Regions from separate parts of the Sus scrofa genome. Here region 1 is linked to region 2. Evidence: chromatin contacts called from public HiChIP or PLAC-seq data. All regions are on one chromosome and are shown on one strand. Each heading gives the region's core, a stretch centred on a gene start, on an enhancer-like site or on the middle of the called end of the contact. The rest is flanking DNA. Distances are from core to core; before and after follow the strand shown. Region 1 overlaps PLCXD2 (PI-PLC X domain-containing protein 2). Region 2 overlaps PHLDB2 (pleckstrin homology-like domain family B member 2).

Region 1 (5,772 bases), core at 1,937-4,436, 290 kb after region 2:
ACTCCAAAGGGTTTTCAATTCCATGTACTAGAGGCATTTTAAAGCCCTCTAGATATCGAGAGGTATCTATTTTTCTTTGACAAGACTTTCTCTTCCTTAAACGTCCAATAGACGCTAATCCCCAAATAAGATCCCATATAGGTAAGTCATTAAGAAAAAAGTCTTCCTACTGTCACCCTGCTCTGTCTCTGAGCGATGACATCATCTATTTAGTAAAGAAAAACCACACAGAAGGCACTCGGTCATCTCCTGACGAGCTTTCTTCATTCTGGGATAATCATATTTTAACAATCTTTCCCTTTAACACAAAAGAACAATAGGAAGGTTTAGAGAAAAATGGGAAAATATTTAGGGTAGGAGAAAAAGTTATGTTACATATTCTACTCCAAAATTCTTTTACTAATAAACCTCATGATGTAACCTGGGGTATCAGTGTGTAAAATAAATGGTATTTGATAGTGTGGTTATGTAACTAAAAGCTGGTTTGCGATGTAGTGCACAGAACTAACCCCCACCCTCACCCCAGGCTGCCAAGATGGTAGAGGAAATAGTGAACAAGAGATGACAGAATTCACGCAGAACAAGCAGAACACTAGATGAGCTTGGGAGGGCTGCTTATCTGAGACTAGAATTTCAAGATAGTTGAAGTTTTAGAAACATATTAGAAAAGATACTGATTTCAAACTCAAATCATTTTATATTGAATATCATAGTAGCTGTGAGTGAGGGTAGGGGGTTGGGCAAATTGTAAGAATTAGCTCTGAAGTCATGTCCATTGGACGTCTCCCAATTCTGAAATGTCCCATGAGTACCTCAAACTCAGCATGTTCCAAACTAAGCATATCTACTCCCCTTCATCACCCCTAGACTTGCTCCTTTTCCTGTATCCTTATTTTTGGGAATGCCATCCTTGGTCAGTTACCTAAGACAGTTGTACCTTCTCTTTTATCCTCCAGTGGATTCTAGGTCCTACTGATGGAATCTATATATCTACAGATCTATCTCCTATGTCTGTCCCTTTTCCTTTGTCCACACTGTCACTCTCTTCCTCAGGTCAGCATCATCTCTCACTTGGATGACCCCACCCACAACCTAAGTGGTCTCCTTGGTTATGGTACTTCCCAAATCAAATACATTTGTGGACTGCAGCCAGACTGTTCCTTCCAAAACACAGAGCTGCTTTGTCATTCATCTGCTGAACACCCTTCTTGCACCTCCTAAGGTAAAAAGCTAAACCACTTTAACATGGCTTATTAGACCTCTCAGAAGCTGCCACTTTATTCCTTGCCCCCTCCTAGCTTAGGGTAAACTACACTGGACCATTCTGGTTTGTTAAATGGGCCATTTTCTCTCCTCAAGGTCTTCACCCATATTGTTTCCTTGCCTAGGACACTCCTAGCCTTGTTTCTCTTACCCCGGGGTCTAGTTCCTATGCATTCTTCAGATGCAGTGTATACATCACTTCTTCCCAGAGGCCTCCTTGGATTCCCAAGTCTTGTTAAGACATGCCTGCTATGTGCTTCTTCCAACAGTAATCTCTACCTCTCCTGTCATCTTACATAGTATATTGTGTTATAACTGTTCAATTAAATGTCCATTTCTCTAATTAGACAGTCGGGTCTTTGAAGGCAGACACCATGTCTGTGTTGATCATCAATGAATCACCAGTGCCGAGGAGAGGGCCTGGGACATGGAAGATAACCAACATATATGTATTACACAGAATGAAAGAAATTATGAATTTTTCACATTACCCCTCAGCATCCCTCACAACTGATGGGTCACTTTGTTTCTCTTCATGCTTATGCAATTTGTTTAGGGCTTTTAATCCATTCCTGACCAAGTCCTTCAGCGGCTGCTTTTTGCCTTCAGGATAACGTTTACTGTTTAATCTTGGCATGAAACAGAAGGCTCAGTACTTTCCCAGCTGCATTTCCAGAACCTTCTTTAAATGAAATCTATGCTTAGGTTTCCTCAAGGTCACCTTAGTTCTCAGTCCTTAGTACCTCTGCACCATTTCCCTCTTTCTACCTGTAACACCCACTGGTTATTTACTAATTGCTCTTCATGACTCAGCCCAAGGTCATGTCTCCTTGGAAGCCCAGTCTACCAAGCTTTCCTTCTCTTTCTGGTAACAGAATTGGTATCGGTTTTCTGAGTGTCATTGTACCCTATCCATTTTTCTCCATAGTGTCTGAATTTTGGCTTTCTTCTAAGATCATACATTCATGAAAAGCAAGGAGAAGAATCTTATTTATCTCCATATTCACCTAATTTAACATAGTACATGACACAAAAGGGCGCTTGATAAATATTCTTTGAATAAGTACTTTCCTTTTAAATGAATCCATCTTTAAAATACAGGCAATGACAACCAAAAGAAGCAGAAGGAATAAACAGATATCTTTAATTTTTTTAGGCCAAACTTGCATAACGTGCTCAGATAATACTTATGAGGATCTACACGGACACCTCCTGGCAGGATGACCACTTAAACTCAGACCCAGGGAGCAAGGAAGGGACATTGCCTTCACCTTTACCTGTTCAACATTTTTTTTTCATCTGGTTTCAACTGTACTTTAAGAATATTGCTTCCAGAATATAAGCCTTCAAGTCATCCATGTTCATAAAGTATTCCCCCCAGTCTGCCTGAGTCTAGGCAGGATTCTCAGTCACACCATTACTGCAGATGCTGCCACATTTGAGACATTTGTGTTATGGGGTACAACTGCCTTCTATTTTTTTTTCCTTATTTAGATTTCATCAGGTCTGTACAGAGAAGAAATGAGTAGTAGGGTAGTCTCTGAGAAGACATAATACCTTCCAGCCAATAGTTCTAGAATAGTTGGAAATTATTTTTCAAAACCCTGTTATTCTCTTGGAAAATGTCAACTGCTTCATAGACAATGAATCCAAAAAAGACTGCTGGTGTTTCATAGACAGTGCAGCCTAGACATCCCCCTGAGAGCACTGCAGGCTGCTGTAGCCTAACCCATGCTGTCTGGAAGCTCCCTAGAGATCTACTAATGTCATCCTCTTAAGAACTATTTGAACGTCGTGAGCGTTCAACAATGTAGCCCACATTCCTACAGATGTGAGAAAGTGGAAGGACTCCTATTTATCCACGAGTGTAAATACTCCAACAGATTTAGTCACAGTCCTCCTTCGCCTAAATTTGGTTCTTGACGTGTGTTCACATTCTTCTCTCACACACAAACACACCCACCTATTACAATATCTATAAATAATCCCGCCTCTGCAGGCCTGGTTTGAAACTCAAATTGGGGTTAGTCAGCATTTACAGAGTGGTCTGCACTTTTCCCAAAGGCAAATCACGGGAGCTTAAGCATTTCGAGATCCTCCCCTGTAGTGTGCCTGTACTTTTAAGCTCTCAGAGGCCAGGAGGGATGTGGAGTAGAGGTCAGGTAAGAGCACATGTCAGAAACTAAATCCTCAATGTCAGAAGCTCGTCTGAAACAGCAGCATGCATGTGACAGTAGCAGGCTCCTAGGACCTGAAATGTCAGTGGGTCTGTCTTGCAGGATCTTTATAAAGGGTAAACAACAGCAGGCAGTAGAACTTGGGCTCTCTTGAAGGTGAGGCCAAGGTCATGGCCCAGTGTGTGTGTGTGTGTGTTGTGTATGTGTAAAAAGATTTATTTAAAGGAAAGCATTTTGTAGTATTCCCACTCTTGATCTGGGAACAAAATGACTGGGTTAGGAGGGCTGGTGATGGGGCCATGAGGGAAGCAGAAGCAAAGTCAGCAATATGGCCCTGTCACAGAGAGTTACATTTTTCCCAAAGGCTTTGGATGGCTAGAGATGACAAAGTTTGACAGCTGAGCTTGGGACAGGAAGACAAAGTAGCTAAAGAGGATTTTCGTGCTCTCTTGACCAGCTGCACTCAGATTGCATTTAAAGTTCCCTTGGTCACCCTCACATCCTGGGCAACCCTCCATGTAGCCTTCCCTTAACGCTAAGTCCCTTTGACAGGATGACCATTCACGTTATCCTGATCTGGTCAGACAGAGAACACTGAGCCACATGGCTTAATTGGAAGGTCAGCTCCTTAACTACACTGCAAATTACCTGAGGGTGTAGACTGCATTTTACACCTCTTTTTTCTTGTCCATTCTAAACACAGGCTTTCAATAGTGACAGTCACAAATACTTTTTTTAAGGCTACATTATTTTGTGACAGACTGTTCTTAGCATGCTATATGAACTAATTTAATTTTCACACTAATCAAATGAGGTAGTGTCATTATTATCTCTGTTTTAGAGAGAACACTGTAGCACAGAGTGGTTAAGTAACTCGCCCAAGGTCACAAAGTCATGACAGGCAGAGTTGGGATTCAAATGCAGACACTGTGGCTCTAGCATTAACGCTCTAAGCCAACCCATGCATGGTTCTGCTTCTTACAGACACGTGTGATTCCCGAATTCCCTGTGGCTTTTTTGATACTGAGGCTTCAAGAGGATCTCAGGAAGTAACAGATCTTCTGAGAAGAGAAACCTACTAATGCAAACACCAAATCATAGCCTCTTTTTATTCCTCACTGGGACCACCCAGAGAAAAAAACAACAGCAACAAAAACCCAAAGAACATTTTGGTCCTGTGTGATTTTTTTTTTTCTCCCTTGGTTGGGTCAGCCCTGGTAGATTCAGCTTGGTCCTTGGTTTTCTACAGCCTCAGATCCTGTAGGAGAATGATCTCTTCCAAGGCCAGCTCATGGCTCAGGATATCCCCAAAGTGGGGCCAACCTAAACTTCCTGTGCCTCAATGTGTCTTGTACCCTTTTGGGATCTCCATCTCTGTGAGATACACCAGACCTGATCCAACTTCCAGAAGCAGGGTTTGAGTAATGATTCTCTAACTCCTGCTCCCATAGTGATTTTGTCTCTGTGTCATACACACGGGGTATGACTGTGGGACCACAGGAAAAGAGCTATAGAAACCACCAAGGGGACAAAGGCAGGGTTGGAAAGGAAAAGAACAGGATTCCAGGGAGTTCCTGTTGTGGCTCAGTGGAAATGAATCTGAAGAGGATTCATGAAGACATATGTTCGATCCCTGGCCTCGACCAATGGGTTAAGGATCCGGCATTGCCATGAGCTGTGGTGTACATCACAGACGTGGCTCAGATCTGGTATTACTGTGGCTGTGATGTAGACCGGTGGCTACAGCTCCAGTTCGACCCCTAGCCTGGGAACCTCCATATGCCACGAGTGTGGGCCTAAAAGCCAAAAAAAAAAACACAAAAAAACAAAAAAACCCCAAAAAACACAGGATTCCAGAAAGGTAGAAAAGGAACAAAGGGCGGATCATCAGCAAGATGAGGACAGAGAAGGCTCTGGGAATTGGAAGCAGTGAAGAGCAGCAGAGCAACAGCCAGCACTGGAAAGGGAGAGGCCCGGGGACAGGCCAGGTCAGGGGAAGAAAGGGGAAGAGGGGAACAAGAAATGAGAGCAGGCTGAGGCTGCAGCCAGAGAGGAAACATGAGACATTCAGACTGGACAAGGGAAGGAGGAGGGCAGAAACGATGCAGGGTGAGAGAACTGAGCCTAGGACACAAGTGACATCAGAGATCTGCTTCTGACCCTCTGACCATCTTACTCTGAATTTCCATTTCCAGTGGGGCTCAGAATTTCCATTTCCAATGGGGCTTAGCACTGAGCCTTATCTCGAGCTACAGGAATATTCTGCAGAGATAACAAGAAAGGGATTGGAAAATGTTCAGTGTTTCATGGGGCATTTACAGAAGGTGAACCT
Region 2 (5,568 bases), core at 1,381-3,880:
CACTCAGGGTTGTTGTTGTTGTTGTTGTTTTTATTACCCACCTGCATAATAAGAGAAGGTGCGCTTATTCCGATCAAAGACAAACCAACGCTTTTTCCAAGTTTTAATTTTTCCACCCATTTTGATGAGGAACCCTCTGCAGGTCTTCTCTGTGATTGACACATGATAACAGGTATCAATATTGTGGCCAGCAGTCTCTACGTGGCTCCGCAAATCAAAGTCTTCCTTCCGGACGGGCAGATAGCGGGTCAGAGGTCGAGCCTGGAAAAGCACAAGCCCAGTGGGTCAGAGGTCAAGCCTGGAAAAGCATAAGCCCAGGTCGTCTACAGCTAATTATTTGTTTTGTTTTAGGTCACAGATGTTTAGAAGTGAGGATGAATTGGAAAGCCTGAGTGTTAAAATGTCCATGTGACTATGAGAACTTAGACATTGCCATTTGGAATCTAAACAGTGGATGGCTACTGAAGAAGGATGCTAGAACATGTCGGGGGAAATATGGATAAACTCAGGCCAACAGAGTCTATCCCTTGAAATGGCCAGATGAGAAAATGGAAACATGTCATTTTTCTTAGCTTGAAAAGAGGTACTTAGCACTTAAAAACACATGAAAATTAGGTGTGAAGTTATCTGGGCTTCTTCTTAGAGAGGAAGATGCCTCCACTGTGAAGTTTGCAGGAGTTCTCTCTGCCATAACTCAACAAGACTTCTTAAATAACTTCAGACATGACATAATTGGCTGAACACTATTTTGTAAGTATAACCCCTATCTGATTCCCCAGGTATGGATGTAAGTGTTGGCTTGAAAACACTCTCTGATAGAAATTGAGGGCAGAAATGTATGTCTTAAAAAAATAAGAAGTGGAATCAAAGCTTTGTCCAATAACCTGTCCAGGACCAGACACTAAAGAGGTGTACCTAGACGTCTTTTATTTTAACTATGGCTGGAGTAGAAGTTCATCTAATCTAGGAAGCACACAGCACTACGAGTAATATTTCCAGAATGGCCTTTTATTTTATCCTTTTAAATTACCCTATCCCTTTGCCCTGGGGGAAAATAACCTAATCATACACTTGGAAGTAAAACTTATAATTAGGATTAAAATAGAATTGTGCCTTTTGGTTTGGCCTCAGATACCAAACAGACATGGTTGACCTTTACTGCAAATCAAAATTTGACAGAGGTTTGGCATAACAAAATAAAATGAACAAGTTTTACTTTGTATTTTTCCTTTGTTCTGCCCTTGATTCCATGGTATTTTGAATCTACACAGATGTCACAGATTTACTGAGACCTCAAAGCACCCAGTCTTAAAGGAGAGTCTCACTGCTGTACTTCAAACTGCCAGCAACTGTAAAGAATAAGGGAATTGCTATCTTTTACCTTTAAGTCTACTAAGTCTTGGTAAACTTGCTTTGAACTTTAAAATGACATGGCACTTAATAAAATTTTATTTTAGTTTCTCGGAACACATATATTACATAAGCAGTTCTAGAGACACGAACAGAGATTCAAACTCTGCAATGACTGAGATAGGAAGTTAAACCAAGTGGATGATTTTCCTGAGCTATGCTTGAGTTCAGGGATTCTGTGCACATGTGTGTGGTCTGGTGCAACAAAGAGGACATGTGTGACAACACATTGGTTAGGAAAAAAAACCAAAAAACACAAAATTGAAGGTATTAATGCCATCACCAAGAAATGGGACTAGTGAAAGTATTCTGTTCTGGAGTGTCTGCTTCCAAGAAATGGCTTAATAGAATCTCTTCTCTTTCTCAGCTAAAACAAGTGCAGCACCCAACTTAGTCTGGGTGCTGCATTTGTTTTTAGTAATGAATTCACTGCATTTTCAAAGCTGCTCAAAAAAAAAAAAAACGGGTGGAAGAAAAAGTAGCTCTCCCATCAAAATTTTCTACTCTTAAGTAAAGAACAAATTCATTTTCTTAGTAGTTCCCAATAAGTTTTGAAATAAACACACATTTTTTAGCCCATTAACGCACATCTTTCTCTTAGCCATTACAGCACAGCCAAAGGCATCTTGACCCAGCATGACTGTCTCCTAAAGAACGACCACCAGGGGGCAACCTACTCCAATCCATCCAGATTGACCCACCAACCTGGGCCCTTTGTTTCTCCCTTATTTTCACTTCCTTTTCAATTAACTTCTGCCTCTGGCTAGTTTCTTCCTGCAGTCGTTTTTCCAGGAGTTCTCGGCGTCGCTTTTCTTCTTCCAGAGCTCTTTTCTTGGCTTCCATTTCCCGTTCCTAAATATCATTATGTGGAACAAATTTTAAGACATCCCCGTTATACTTGAATGAATTTAAAGAATATAAAAAAATTATTCTCACTAGACAGTCTCTGGTGTCATAACTCAGGCTCTTACAATGAATAACTAAGACACCCTTAATCACGGCTCACAGGGCTTTCAAAATCATCCTGTGCAATCATTACATTTAATTAACAATGGAATATTAAGTGAAACTCAGCTTGGGATTCTATTCTGTCATTTCATACTAATGACCTTAACTCTCCCGTTTTTAATATGAAAAAGGCTCACTAACTGTGACCCAACATTAGTCACAACATGTAGCCTTTCTTTTAACAGCCATTGGTCCTTCCAATTCCTGTTGTTGCTCTGTTGCTTCCTGGCCAAAGCTACAGAGGAAGCATCCGGGGAAATCAGAAGAGGAAAGGAGGTGCCTTTTCAGGCAGGACACAAAGGCATTTGGGGGGATTCCTAAGGAAGTTAAGCTTCTGGCTTAAAAAAGTCACAATAATGTGGGAGTTTTAATATTACAATAGTGTCATTACGGCAAGCTGGCAAGGCAGGGAGAATGCAGAGACATGCCATTCCTCCTGTTCCCTGGCAGGCAGACAAAAGGGCTATCGAAGGGAAAATGTAATGCAAAGCATTCATTTAAGTTTATGTCCACACTCTATACACTTTACCTTATGAAAAGTGGTGAAGCAGTAAAGAGCCACAGAAATCACCTCTCTAAAACCCTTATTTTTCAGAAAAGAAAATGGGGCCAAGAAAGGTGGAATGACTATTCCAAGGCCATGCTGCTTATTGAGACCCAATGGCAAGTGCAGGGCATCTGAACTACCACATCACTGACCTCCAGCATAAAGATACTAGTAGCCTACCCTGGATTCAAGCAGCCTTGTCTTCTCTGCATGAGCCTGCTTCAAAAGTCTCTCCATTTCTTCTATTCGGGCAATATTTGAAGTGCTGGCGCTGAAGAAAACACAAAAAAACCTTTTAAGAATGTTGCTTCTGACTGATTTCTCTTCAAACACACACCCGTACAGAGACAGGTTTCAGGAAGGTGTAGAACAAGCTCTAATACAATTTAAAGGACGTTACTTGCAAGAATCATTGGTCTTTAGAGGCAAGCCAATTCAACTCTGAAAACTGCAGGTGAAACTAACTTACCTCAGTTTAGGAGACAAAATATAGGCAAAGGAAATAACACCAAATGAAGTGCTCTGCTCATGAATACATCAAAACCAAATCCTACAAAGTATGTTCTGAAAATGTTTCCTCCCAAGTCTAAAAATGTTGGCCTGTGACAGGCCTCCCCATTAGTTTAATTATTCAGATGCCAGACCAACAAAACTATCACCAAAGTTCTACAGATGATCCCTAAGCTTGGAAGTCACTTTATCTGGTTTAGGAACATGTGTCACCAGATAATTATTTGTTATGCCTTTATCATGTGGATATTTTATTTCTTAAATGGTGATTTAAGATGGTCAATTAAAAAATGACTTCTCTTAACAGATGCAAGAGAAGGATGTTGGCCAGTTTTGTCAGTAAAGCCCATCCACCATGCCAAAATGGAAACAGGATTTAGGGATGCAAGAGCTTCAAAAGTAATACATGCTGAGAAGGAGATCACATAAACAAGGAAGGAAAAACACCAAAGGGGGTGAAAGCTGCAAGAAGAGTTAGGGTAACTAAAAGAGAAAAGAGAAGAGCTTGGAAATATTTAACACTAAACAAACTATTTTATTTTATTGTCTTTTTTTGGGGTCTTTTTAGGGCTGCACCCATGGTATATGGAGGTTCCCAGGCTAGGGGTCTAATCGGAGCTATAGCTGCCGGCCTACTCCACAGCCACAGCAATACCAGATCTGAGCTGCATCTGCAACCTGCACCACAACTCACGGCAACACTGGATCCTTAACCCACTGAGCAAGGCCAGGGATCGAACCCACAACCTCATGGTTCCTAGTCAGATTTGTTTCCGCTATGCCACAACAGGAACTCCTTTTATTTTTTTAACTGTTTATATTTCATTTGACTCTTTTGTGAAAAAAGACCACAGCCTGAGATAAAACTTCATTATTCTGATGTTTCAGCCATGGAGAATCAATGTTATTTCTTATGTATGTATACTTGCATAATCACTTAAATATATGTCTTCTTTTCTAGACTCTGTGTACAGAAAAGCTTTTGCACCCATATCCTCCATTGCATAGATCCTGGCACACAGTAGGGGCTAATGTTTGCTACACACATTCATATAAAAATTAATTCATACAAAAATGAATAAGATAATTATTAGTATGGTCTCAAAATCAAAATCATTGTGTTGATTAGTGTTGATTAACTCAAGTATAGGGTGTTTCAAACATGGGGTTAAGGCTTCTTCCAAAGAGATAAATGATCACAGGAACACAGGACATATGGTTTATCTTAAAATCAGTACTGTGCACACAAATATTTACAGCAGCTTTATTTATAAATGCCAAAACTTGCTTTTTTAGGCTGGCACCTGTGGCATATGGAAGTTCCCAGGCTAGGGGTTGTATTGCTGAATCAGAGCTGCGGCTGCCAGCCTAAGCCACAGTCACAGCAATGCCATATCCAAGTCAGGTCTTCGATCTACACCACAGCTCACGGCAATGCCAGATTCATTCATTCTTTCTTTCTTTTTTTAGGCAATGCCAGGTTCTTAACCCACTGAGCAAAGCCAGGGATCGAACCCACATCCTCATGGAAACTAGTTGGGTTCACTTCCACTGAGATGGATGGGAACTCCTAAAACTGCTTTTTAATAAAGTAAATCTAAAAACAAAACCAAGAAAAATCAGAACTGTTATCCCCATTACAAAATGCATCCATCAAGGAGAGGGGCAGCCTTAGGAACACTGAATCTATAGAAGCTTAACAACTGGGCAGTACTTCTCAGGGTTAGCTTGGGCCAATTTTCTCCTAAGAAAGACAAAAAAGGAAATTTTTTCCTCATACTTCCATGAGCTTTGGGGGATATATAAAGGGATAAGTTCTATTCTCTTCAACCAGAATAATTAAGGAAAATCTTTTATTTTTGTGGAGCAATTTGTATTCTCCTTTAGTGAAAACATCTGACTTCAAGGATGGAAAAGAGGCAAATTTCATCAGCTCAACCAAGAAAGCCTAAGACAATATGCAGGCCATATAATAGCACAAAATTATGTTTATATTCAATAACATACGTCTTATCTCCAATTAATTTGAAAATATTTTATTTTATTATTTTATTTTATTTGCCTTTTAGGGCCGCATCTGTGGCACATGGAAG

Evidence for each region. HiChIP or PLAC-seq counts read pairs in DNA pulled down with a chosen protein or histone mark.
Region 1: a contact with region 2 is called in an H3K27ac HiChIP or PLAC-seq map of skeletal muscle. The contact joins two enhancer-like sites. A contact is called at or near these places in 3 of 47 Hi-C or Micro-C datasets (embryonic fibroblasts, epiblast stem cells and fibroblasts) and 1 of 2 datasets of contacts at active chromatin or transcription factors (skeletal muscle).

What each region holds. Positions count from the first base shown.
Region 1 is chr13:148,076,640-148,082,411 of Sscrofa11.1, forward strand. The region is part of intron 1 of PLCXD2 (PI-PLC X domain-containing protein 2); the gene reads right to left. Among named protein-coding and RNA genes, the nearest start is that of PLCXD2, 8.2 kb to the right of the region's middle. Within about 2 kb of position 3,187, at least 7 of the 83 cell types and tissues checked have an H3K27ac peak or open chromatin away from gene starts, as enhancers often do. A contact at or near this core is called in skeletal muscle, where this site is marked.
Region 2 is chr13:147,785,146-147,790,713 of Sscrofa11.1, forward strand. PHLDB2 (pleckstrin homology-like domain family B member 2) reads right to left here. Exons shown (of 20, transcript XM_021070391.1): 16 at 3,146-3,236; 17 at 2,116-2,262; 18 at 42-261. Among named protein-coding and RNA genes, the nearest start is that of ABHD10, 9.9 kb to the left of the region's middle. Within about 2 kb of position 2,631, at least 15 of the 83 cell types and tissues checked have an H3K27ac peak or open chromatin away from gene starts, as enhancers often do. A contact at or near this core is called in skeletal muscle, where this site is marked.